2 separate regions of the Mus musculus genome follow, and region 2 is linked to region 1. The links are chromatin contacts, called in public HiChIP or PLAC-seq maps. All regions are on one chromosome and are shown on one strand. Each heading gives the region's core, a stretch centred on a gene start, on an enhancer-like site or on the middle of the called end of the contact. The rest is flanking DNA. Distances are from core to core; before and after follow the strand shown.

Region 1 (6,028 bases), core at 1,938-4,437:
TGGGAGACAGTTTTCTTCAGAAACAAGTTTCTAATCCATGCTTGGGGGAGGTGCTAAGCAACTGCGTCTACTCAAAACCCTCCACTGACTTCAGGATTGGGGTCCATGGCCCTTAACATGACTCAGGATTTCAGTCTGGTCCTCCTCAGCCCCAGCCCCCTGCATGGGTGCTCCCACATGGTGCCTCCAACCAGAAATTCCCTGTATCTCTGCAATAGCCATGGATGTTGTTGTGATTTGAATAGGTATGGTCCCCATAAAGTCATGTGTTTGACTGTTTGGCCTATAGGGTGTGGCACTATTAGGAGGTGTGGCCTTGTTGGAGGTGTGTCAGTGGGGGCAGGCTTTGATGTCTCCTATGCTCAAGCTACACCCAGTGTGGCACACAGTCTCCTGATTCCTGAGGAACTCTCAGCTCAGTCGGTATGCCTGTCATGTCTGCCTGGATGCTGCCATGCTTCCTACCATGATGATAATGGACTGAACCTCAGAACATGTAAGCCAGCCCCAATTAAATGTTTTCCTTTTTAAGAGTTGCCTTGGTCATGGTGTCTGTTCACAGCAGTAAAACCTTAACTAAGACAGTGGGAAAAAGTGTCTCACAGAGTGGGAACAGCAAGTGCAAAGGCCAAGGTATCTCTAAGGAGACGGGAGAAGCCAAGGACTGGAAAGAAAACTAGAGTTGCCAGAGCTGTGCCAATAGATCTCAGGGGCCTTGGCAAGGGGTTGAGTATCTGGCAAAGGGTGGAAGGTGAGGTTTTCAGCAGCAAATGTCATGATAGCGCATATGTTTGGAAAGAGTCCCACAGAGCTGCCTGGTACGAGCTGGCAGTTTAGATGGAGCTGGCAGGGGCACATGGGAGATAGAAGGTGGAGGCTTGGATTCTTGAGACCTTACTCCAAGCTGGTTCTGCCTGCATTAGGGCTCTCAATCTCTGGCTTTAGCTTTTCTGGAGCCAAGACAAGGATCAGGCCTCTGACTGACCTCCTTAGGGAGAACTTCCTCCTCCTCCTCCTCCTCCTCCTCTTCTTCCTCTTCTCCTTTATTTATTTATTTTATGAATATGAGCACATCATTGCTCTCTTCAGACTCATCAGAAGAGGGCATCAGATCCCATTACAGATGATTGTGAGCCACCACGTGGTTGCTGGGAATTGAACTCAGGACCTCTGGAAGAGCAGTCGGTACTCTTCAGCCCAGGGGAACTCTTCTTACTTGTGTGTGTTATGCCAGCTCTGGATACATTTCAGGCCTACCCCTCCAACATCCAACTTCCCAGCTTCTGGTAGGAAGCTGAGCTGTGAGACCTGCCAACCTACTTCACGGAGGAGGAAGCTTAGATGCAAAGTTGGGGAGCTAGCTACCAGAGGAAGAGGTGAGCTTTGAGCCAAGGTCTCTGTGCCCTCCCACCATCCCAGTTATAAGAACAGCCAGTTATACCCAGGCCTACCAGTTATAGGCAGGGCTCTGTCACCCTGTGTGACTCAGCATTCTCTCCTGCAAGATGGGGGCATACCAGTTTCTCACTGCTGTGACAGAAGCAAGCAAGTAGGGAAGGAATGGTTTGTTCAGGCTCATGGTGGGAGGGTACAGTCCGAGACAGCATGGCGGCAGGAGAGTGGTCATGTGGCACCCACAACCAGAAAGCATCAGAAGATGAACTCTGGTGTTTCTCACTCTCCATCTTTCTAGGAACAGCTCTGTAGACAGGCCTATAGATGCATTTCCATGGAGTCAAGTTGATGTTGTGAAAGTTTCCTCTAGGATTGAAACATTCCACTATGCAGGCGAGATCATGTTTCCTTGGTTTGGTTTGGTTTGGTTTGGTTTGGTTTGGTTTGGTTTGGTTTGGTTTTTTCGAGACAGGGTTTCTCTGTATAGCCCTGGCTGTCCTGGAACTCACTTTGTAGACCAGGCTGCCAGGCTGGCCTCGAACTCAGAAATTCGCCTGTCTCTGCCTTCCGAGTGCTGGGACAGCCAGGGCTACAGAGAAACCCTGTCTCGAAAAACCAAAAAAAAAAAAAAAAAAAAAAAAAAAAAAGAGTTGCCTTGGTCATGGTGTCTGTTCACCGCAGCAAAACCCTAACTAAGACATCTCCCCAGGAAAAGCTTTGTCATACAACAGTTGACAAAGAGGATTAACATGATCATCATAATAACCTGCCTAGTAGTATCTGTAAGGTGGATGGAACGGGTACCCATCCCGCCCAGGACGGCACTGGCGTCAGCAGCATAGGAACGCTGTTGCAGTAGCTGCACTTGCTCGGGAGAGCTCGGATAAGGAAGGAGGAAGCCGAGGCTTTGCCAAGTCACCTAAGTCCAGTCAAAGGCGCCCAATGCAAGCAGCGTTTCCTTTCCCATTTGCCAGGGTGTTTGTTTGTTTGTTTGTTTTGTTTTGTTTTGTTCTGTTTGTTTTGCTTTTTTTTTTTTCTTTTTCCTGAGCCCTGGCTGTCCTGTAACTCTCTTTGTAAACCAGGCTGTCCTGAAACTCACTGAGATCCTCCAGCCTCTGTCCTCCCTGAATGCTGGGATTAAAAGTGGTGACTCTTGTCAATTTGTTTTTTTTTTTTAAGATTTATTTATTATTATATGTAAGTATACTGTAGCTGTCTTCAGACACACCAGAAGAGGGAGTCAGATCTCGTTAGGGATGGTTGTGAGCCACCATGTGGTTGCTGGGATTTGAACTCAGGACCTTCGGAAGAGCAGTCGGGTGCTCTTACCCACTGAGCCATCTCACCAGCCCAGTCAATTTGTTTTTAAGATAGACTCTCTTATAGCCCAGGTTGCCCCTAAAGTCACAATGTAACCAAGAATAACCTGGAACTTCTATTTGAGTTAGTCCTACTATGTAGTCCCCCCTGGCCTCAAACCACAGAGATAGGCCTGACCCCGCCTCCCAAATGCCAGAAAGTGTGCACCCCCACACCTAGCTGACCTTGAACTTCGGAGTCTCTTCACTTTCCACCACCAAGCTTACAGGCTTGCACCTCCAGACCTAGTTTTTTTGTTTTGTTTTGTTTTTCCTTTCTTATTTATTTATTTATTTATTTATTTATTTATTTATTTATGATTCTTCAGCTGACAGCAAGAGTATCTATTGTACACGAGTTACACTTGGCCACAAGTGAGAACAGACCTAGTCCAGAATGCCAAAGGTCCAGGGCAGAGAGCCAGCCGGACTGTTTGGGTTATAAGAAAGGCAGTCATTTTCCCAGGTGATCTCGGCCAGATCACGTTCCAGGTCCACTGAGACTTACTACCGACAGCAGCATACAGATCAACAACTTGTTCCGGTGTCCTGGCCTTCGGCATCCCTTACCTCTCTGCTCCTGCAGGCTTCGTGGGTGCACAAGCTAATTTACTTGGACCTCTGCCTCTTCTTTCTTCTCTTCTCTTGCGCCTCAGCCTGCGCATTCATTCGCATTCTCTTCTTCCGCCACTTCCCTCTCGTGGCGCAGGAGTTTCAAAGAAGATGGCGCTAAGGCCGAGCCAAACCTAGTTTTTATAAGGGGCCTTGAAAGCGTACGAAGGAGCCACTACATTCTAGAGTCCTAAAAGGCACAACAAATGCCCTGAGCCCAGAAGCAAGCTACTCTCTTCTCAGACGTTGACAGCTCAGGGTTTGGGAGCCCGGGAGACGCCAGACAGAGAAGTGACGAGGGCCAGGAAGCCCAGGCTTGCAGTGAAGGAGTCCAGGGCTCCTTCCCTCCCTGAGAACTCCTCTATGTAATTCCCGTGCTTAGTCACATGGGGGTGACAGTGCATCAGGGAGGCCCTGCTCCTCTGAGTCAGCAAAAATAGAAAAACTAAGTGGGGCTGGAGACAGTGACTAAAAGCAATGAGTGCTCTTCCAGAGGACCTGGGTTCAATTCCCAGCACCCACATGGCAGCTCACAATTGTCTGTAACTCCAAGATTTGATACCCCCCCCCAAAAAAAAAAGAAAAGAAATTAAAAAAAAAAAGATTTGATACCCTTACCCGGACATACCAATGCACATAAAATAATAATAATAATTAATAAGCAGGAGCTAAAGGAGGGCTGGCTTATCAGGTAAAGATGCTCACCGCCAAATCTGATGATCTGAGTTGAGTCACTGGAACCCACACATTGGAGGGACAGATCAGACTCCTGAAAGCTGCCCTCTGACCTACACTGGTGCACACTCCCCTAAAAGAATTAAATAAATGGTTTGTTTTAGTGTCTTTTTTTTTTTTTTTTCGTTTTTCGAGACAGGGTTTCTCTGTGTAGCCCTGGCTGTCTCCTGGAACTCACTCTGTAGACCAGGCTGGCCTCGAACTCAGAAATCTGCCTGCCTCTGCCTCCCGAGTGCTGGGATTAAAGGCGTGCACTACCACGCCCGGCTCATAGTAGTATCTTTAGGTGACTCAGAGATCTACTGAGAATTCTTACCACATCCCAGTGACGGACAGTCCATTCAAATTCCCAACTGACAAGTCAGACAGCCTGCCCAAGATTACCCAGCCAGAATGTGAACCTGGTCAGGGTTGCTCCCAATCAGGCTGCAGCAGCTTCTGATCCTAGGCTCACAGTCCAGCTCCAGCCTCTGTCTGCCAGCATCTGGAGGCTAAGCTGCTTCAGCTGAGCTGGCAGAGCAGAGTTCTTCGTGGGGAGAGACATGCTTGCACAAGAGGTTGGGGGAGAGACTGTCTGTACCTCTGTTGTAGAAAGGCTGGTCTGAGGGGTGAAGCCTTTGCTTTCCCTCATATATACAGTTATGTGTGTGTTTATATATGTGTATACATACACATATATGTGTGTGTATACACATATGTATATGCATATGTGTGTATATATGTGTGTATACATATTTATATATTCTATGTATCTATGTATGATATATATATGTATATGTATATATACACACACACACACACACACACATATACATATATATTAGGCTTTAGAACAGAGGTTCTCAACCTTCCAAATGCTGCATGCAACCCTTTAATACAGTTCATTTATGGTATGGTGACCCCAACCATAAAATTATTTCCATTGCTACTTCATAACTGTAATTTTGCTACTGTTATGAATCATAATGTAAATATCTGATATGTGACCCCCGTGAAGGGGTCCTTTGATCCCCTTGCTCTACAGTCTGAATTCTGGGGCTCTTCTAACTTCAAAAAACAGATATTCAGAGAGCACTCACTAAACACTTTCAGCTAAACATTATGCCACTTTTATTTACTTATTTACATATTACATTTGGCTGCTGGGACCAACCCAGAACCTTGTGCATGTTAAGCGAGGATTGTGCAACAGGGTGCAAATTCAGCCCAAGCATGCAGTCCTTATGAGACAGGACTGTCTCACTATAATCACTATACAGCCCTGTAGTTGTCTTCAGGTGAAGAATAGAAAATTACTGGCCTCTTGTGAAAACATGAACTTTTTACCTCGGAGCCCACCCCCTCCCATCTGAAAAACATTTTTGAGATAAAGGCCTCCTGGAACAACCTCAAAATGAACCGGGTACATTGCCAAATGATAGGACATGACTCCTTAGTTACGTAGATTCCTTGATAGGACATGACTCCTTAGTTACGTAGATTCCTCTGACAGAACCCCTTGTCCTTTGGCAGAACTCCCTAGTGATGTAAACTTGTACTTTCCCTGCCCAGTTCTCCCCCTTTGAGTTTTACTATATAAGCCTGTGAAAAATTCTGGCTGACCGTCGAGACTCCTCTACCCTGTGCTAAGGTGTATGAGTTTCGACCCCAGAGCTCTGTGTGCTTCCATGTTGCTGCTTTATTTCGACCCCAGAGCGCTGGTCTGTGTGCTTTCATGTTGCTGCCTTATTAAATCTTGCCTTCTACATTTTATGTATGGTCTCAGTGTCTTCTTGGGTACGCGGCTGTCCCGGGACTTGAGTGTCTGAGTGAGGGTCTTCCCTCGAGGGTCTTTCATTTGGTGCGTTGGCCGGGAAACAGCGCGACCACCCAGAGGTCCTAGACCCACTTAGAGGTAAGATTCTTTGTTCTGCTTTGGTCTGATGTCT
Region 2 (6,028 bases), core at 2,599-5,098, 190 kb after region 1:
AAGAGTACTGACTGCTCTTCCAGAGGTCCTGAGTTCAATTCCTAGCAACCACATGGTGGCTCACAATCATGGTGGCGCTAGGGAATGAATTGTAGGCACAATTATTTGGATACAGATTTCCTGCTACAGTCAAAGCTATTTGACTTGAGTGATTGTCATCATTCTCAGCGTGCAGGAAACAGGTTACAGTCATTTAAGAAATGGTGTGTGGGCCGAGCAGTGGTGGTGCATGCCTTTAATTCCAGCACTTGGGAGGCAGAGGCAGGCAGATTTCTGAGTTTGAGGCCGGCCTGCTCTACAGAGTGAGTTCCAGGATAGACAGGGCTATACAGAGAAACCCTGTCTCAAAAAACCGGAAAAAAACAAACAAACAAGAAATGGTGTGTGTATTAAGATGGTCTATTCATGAAGTCACTCATCAACTGTTTCAATGAACAATGGTTCTACTTGGAGGGTGGCACGGACATTAGGTGAGGGTAAGATTCTGGTTCATTGGCTGTGATGATTTTGAAAAGCATTCATCTCAGGAAAAGAGTAACTTATAAGGTCCTCTTCTTCAAAATTGATACAATAATTATAAATATCAAACAAAATATTCAGTCTCACTCTTTGTTGTTCTCTTACAAGCCACCTTCCAAATTAATTTTTCACGCTTCTTTTGGCTGTATAAATAATTTTGAAATATGGAAACTGTTCTGAAAACCATAGTATAGTGTGAAAACATCAAATAAACAATCCTACTAATAGAGAGACTGAGATGGGGGAAGCATGATTTCAAGACCATCATGCGGTACACAGCAAGACACTGTCACATACAATCAAGCAGAAAGTGTATATGGATTGTACAATATTGGACCTATTTCTCCAGTTACCAAATTAGAGAGAACACTGGTTGATAGCCCACAAATTTCTAATTCCTCATATTTTTGAAAATTAATAGGAAGTAACAATCACTTTCCTTAATATCTCTTAATATGAAAATTAATATTACCAACATATCCTAATCCATTGAAATTCAAAAACTGACAGTAAAGTATCCAGAAAGAGATAAATAAACTACAGTGACACACCTACTCCAGCAAGGCCACACCCTGAGCCAAGCATATACAAACCATCACAGGCATCAAACCCAGTGTTTTACACATCTCTCCCGAAGCCCAAGCCTCCTCTCTAGCTTCATGAGCACTTTAGTAGCCCAGACTGGCAATCTTGACAATCCTACTGCCTCAGCCTCCTGAGTGCTGGGATTGTAGGAATGAACTGCTGTAGATGAGCAGTTGTTTGTTTGCTTGCTTGCTTGTTTGAGACAAGGTCACTTGTAGCCTAACTAGCCTAAGTTGGCTATGTAACAAATACCCTCTATTGTTGTGATTACAGTCATGCATCATCATACTTTAGTTTTCTGCAGTGCTGGGGAACCGAACCTAGGGCTTCATACATGTTAGGCAAGCACTCTACCAAATGAACTACATCCCCAGTCCATATGAGCCTTAATAAGATCATCTTTGCTACTCTTCAGCCCCTAAAGCAACCCCAACCTTACACAATTCAAATTCCTCCCTATGTGTGTGTGTGTGGGGGGGGGCAGGAACAAAGTATCCAGAAAGAGATAAATAAACTACAGTTGTGGTCGCTGCTATATAACAGATGGACTCTGGTATGGACACTGGTACCACGGTCACCTCTGAGGGCTCTTTGAATCATCCAAAGCCGGTGATCCAGATTGATGGATGTCGCACCCCCATGCACCAGAGCATAGACCCTGCTTCTCTCCTCTTGTGGCTCCAAGATCCTCTAGGGTCTTACCATCTTCTATATCCAGCCAGGGCACCCGTCCTTAGGCTATTAAGCCTGATGGTCTCTGCATTTTATCCCTGGGACCCAGGTAGTGAGAGGAGAGAACCAAGTCCTAAAAGTTATCCTCTGGCCTCTGGGCCACAGCATGATCATGTGCCTACATACAGTAAGCTAATTAGGGAACAAACTCTTTCTTTTGTTCGTTCGCTCTTTCCTTCTCCCCCCCCTCTCTTTCTTTCTTTCTTTCTTTCTTTCTTTCTTTCTTTCTTTCTTTCTTTCTTTCTTTCAGATTTACTTATTTTATGCATATGAGTGCATCACCATTGTTGTCTTCAGACACACCAGAAGAGGGCATCAGACACCATTACTGATGGTTGTGAGCCACCATGTGGTTGCTAGAAATTGAACTCAGGACCTCTGGAAGAGCAGTCAGTGCTCTTAACCACTTAGCCATCTCTCCAGCCCAGGAACAAACTTTTTCAAAGAATGCTTCCCTTTACACATATTGAAAGGCTAACCACTCATTTTATTAATATTCAGAAATGTTGGAGGTGGAGCCTTTGGTCGGAAAGTATATCACGCAGGAGAGGGACCGGATATGATGAGACAAGTGTCCTTTATAAAACAGGACAGGAGACAGTATGCTCCCTATCTCTCTGCTTTCTGACACGTGGGCACAGCAAAAAGATGGCCGTCTGCAAGCCATGACTCGTCAGAGCACAAGTGTGTCAGGGCTTGAGCCTGGACGTGCCACCTCCGGAATGGTGAGAACTGAGCGTCTGTTGTCCCGGCCACCCAGCACATGGCATTTTTTTTTCTTAATAATTTAAAAACTATTTTTATGTGTATGACCGTTTTGCCTGCCTGGGTGTCTGTATACCATCTGCATACCTGGTACCCTCAGAGGCCAGAAGAGGGCATCTGGTCCTCTGGAACTGAAGTCAGGAGCAGTTGTGAACTACCATGTGGTGACCAGGAATGGAACTCTGGAAGAGTAGCCAGTGCTCTTAACCACTGAGCCATCTCTACAGCCCGGTTTGTTTTCCTTTGTTTGTTTGTTTGTTGACCAGGTATCGTTATGTAGTCCTGGCTGATATGTAAATGAGGCTGGCCTTGCACTCAAAGAGCTCCACCTGCTTTTTGGAGTCTGAGCTAAGACAGTTCTGCACAGAGGTGGGCTTTCTACTGAGTATGGCTTACTTTACCTCTTTGGTATGGATATACCCAATCCATTCTCCTACCCTTCAGTGCATGTGTGCATACCCAGCCCCTGGGGTGTCTGACTATACATAGGCATGCCTATCATATGCACCCATCCAAGGCACTATACACTATCTATCTTATTTTGTTTACATTTAGATATAGATACAGACATAGTATAGATCCAGATTGAGTTTCCTGTAACTAAGTCTGACCTCAAACTGTTATTCCTGCCTCTGCCTCACAAGGGCTGGCATTACATACATGTGCTACCCTGCCCAGATTCGAGTGTGTATGCCTGAAGATTCAGGTGCCCTCGTGACACAGCATGCCCACATGCATGGTCACACAGGTGATGTGATTACCTCTTTGCTCACCTGGCTATCAGATGACAGCCTAGGGGCAGCAGTCTCCGCATGCAAACTGCCTGAGCTAGGGTTGCTAAGCATGCATAAGCCTGGGACATAGAAGGTAAATGAGTAGTGAACAATGCACTTTTGTGGATGCCTAGGACTCGGAACACATGCCCCATGTCCATGGAACCCCCCCCCAGACTGTCTGCTCCACAAGTGTCTAGTTGTATGAGCATGCACTTCAGCATGCTGACACATCCTTGGAGCCTTCAGATTGAACACTCCAGGTACCTCGCTGGGCAAAAGGAGGCTCCTGCTGGCTGTTGGTGCTTGCATGGTGTGCAACCGAGGGTGCGTTGGCGGCATGTGTGTGTGCATGAACGTGTGTGTGTGTGTGTGTGTGTGTGTGTGTGTGTGTGTGTATGAGAGTAGGAAGAGACATTCGCTCTCTTAGACCTTGCTTCTTTCTGTGGTTTGGTTTCTATAGAGACACTTCCTGTGGCAGAGAAAAGAGGTAGTGAGCTGGTGTTTCAGGATGTAAGGGCCCGGAGGAGCAGAGCTCTCTCTCTCCACTGCCTGCTTGCCACCCCAAGAGAGTGCTTCCGCGATCCTTGTGGTGGGTGGCCCCCCGTGGAGGGGACCTGTGATCAACGGCGGTATGCCAGGGAAGCCCAAGCACTTGGGTGTCCCCAACGGGCGCATGGTGAGTGTGGGCTCTGAGCCAGAGCCACAGGGAGGGGGGTGGGCACACCCAGGGTGGAGTCCAGGAGGCACACCCAGCAGGGTTGCAGAGGAGCAGGCTGGAGAAGTTGGGTACAGACAGCTGCTGGCATTGGGACCTGGTGCTGTCACCCTAGGACCCTTCCAGATGCCCTGCTAGGAGTCTGGTGCAACCCCAGGGATTAGTCCAGAACACAGCAGACTTAGGTCTCTGGTTCCACATGCAGGTTGGACTCGCTGCTCCCTCATCCGCTACTGGGATTACTGAAGTTGATTACAGAGTAGCCTGGAGATCCAGTGGTCACTTCTAAAACTTCTCAAGCCCTATGTCTCAGGCCCTCAGCCCTCCTCTCTTCATCTCACGCTCTAAGTGCCCAAGATAAGGTTTTAAGAGCAGCCCTTGCTGGATCACTGCATCAACCTGCTCCAGAGGCAGCCTGCCAGAACTAGTGTTCTTTGGGCAGCCCAGGACGGGTCAGTAAGGGCAGGACAGGAAGATCAGCTCTGTCTGGTCTATTCCTAGCTTCCAGGAAGGGTGTGTGTGTGTGTATGTGTGTGTGTGTGTGTGTGTGTGTGTGTGCGTGCAACTTAGTATAGGATGCCCTGGTTGCAGCCCTAACCCATTAGACCTTCTCCAGGCTGTTTAACTCCTGACTAGAGTTGTCTCCAAGTTTCTGGCTCTTCTTTCATTCACCAAATAGGACAGGCTGTGTTGAGCCTCCCTTTTCTCCTTAGGGACCTGGCTCACCTAGCAGGATCACTCCAGGGGGACCAAACAGTGTCCTGGTAACCTCTATCTTAAGGCCCCAGCCTAGAACCATGGGATAAAGCCAGTGGGTCCAGAATAACCTGGGATCCAGAGAGAGAGACCTGGGATCCAGTTCTAGCTCTGCTGTCTTTTCCCAAGAAAGATCCTGTCCTGTTTCGTCATCAGTAAAATGAAATAGAAACTGATCAATGTCCTGTTTGCTGAGTGCCATAATGAATATGAGACACTTGAGCATTGTAAAGGCTACGGAAGGGTTATCCTGATAACCCCTGTACTTTCATCCCCTCTTTAAGAATCTTCTATCTCATTAAACAGTTCCCACCTCTGCCTTCCAGTTCCCAAGGTTAGTTCTCATGTTTTGTCGGGAAGCCCTTTGCTGACGCCCCATGCTGTTTGGGTGGAAGGGAGACCAATTCCAAAAGTTGGCTCAGCCCCCACCCTACTTCCTCTACCACCAACCCAACTTAGAAAGTCTGTGGAGAGCCCATCCCCCTGCACCCACGCTGGGTGGGCATGGCACTTGGCTTGCTCCTCTCTAGGTGACTTGGCCACAGGGCCAAGGAGAAATAGCCCAGGCCCTCCCCGCAAAGAATAGCTGGATTGATGCTTCTGGGACAGAACCCAGAACCACACACCAGCTGAGAGGGCTGGAGATAGACCCAGCTTGTCCTTCCTGTGTCAGCTGGTGGCTTCTCTATCCAAGTCATTCAGAATAAAGAGGACAGTACAAGCTGAGTCCTGCCAAGCCCACAGCTGCCCTAGATCCTCTCGGCAATTGTCCCATATGTTTATTTCTGTCCTGTTTGGATCCGTTTTGAATCCTCTGTATGACCCCTGAAACCTCATGGTTCACAGATGTCCACTTGCTGGACAATGGGCAGCTTTGTGAGGCCATACTTGGCTGGGGCAGAGATGGGAAGACAGGCATTGGCAACGATGGTGTAGATGTGAACGAAGAGGGGCCTGTGGGCAAGGTGTCCGGCTGTTATCTCACGGGGGAGGCTTGGAGGAGCAAAACCAATATGCTGTAGAGCAGAAGGGTCACCATTTGCACACACCCGCTGAGTCCCCCCCCCCCCAGCACTGTCCTGCTTTGGTTCCTTTCCATCCCCCACCATTCCTTGCTGAGGCGCTGTCAATCATGAGCCTCATCCTTCTGGCAGTCAGCTGTCACTTAGAGAGGCTCCTA

What was found. HiChIP or PLAC-seq counts read pairs in DNA pulled down with a chosen protein or histone mark.
Region 2: a contact with region 1 is called in an H3K4me3 HiChIP or PLAC-seq map of bone marrow-derived macrophages, with 2.1 times the contacts expected there. The contact joins the promoter of Rgs14 here to the enhancer-like site in region 1. A contact is called at or near these places in 3 of 39 promoter capture datasets (embryonic stem cells, macrophages and stem cell-derived epiblast-like cells), 1 of 484 Hi-C or Micro-C datasets (uterus), 5 of 115 datasets of contacts at active chromatin or transcription factors (bone marrow-derived macrophages and embryonic stem cells) and 3 of 9 other capture datasets (adipose tissue, liver and pancreatic islet).

The regions. Positions count from the first base shown.
Region 1 is chr13:55,179,069-55,185,096 of GRCm38.p6, forward strand. No RefSeq gene overlaps it. Among named protein-coding and RNA genes, the nearest start is that of Nsd1, 28 kb to the right of the region's middle. Within about 2 kb of position 3,188, at least 309 of the 459 cell types and tissues checked have an H3K27ac peak or open chromatin away from gene starts, as enhancers often do. A contact at or near this core is called in adipose tissue, bone marrow-derived macrophages, embryonic stem cells and 5 more, where this site is marked.
Region 2 is chr13:55,365,884-55,371,911 of GRCm38.p6, forward strand. Rgs14 (regulator of G-protein signaling 14) reads left to right here and starts at 3,849. Exons shown (of 15, transcript NM_016758.3): 1 at 3,849-4,053. The coding sequence starts at 4,009.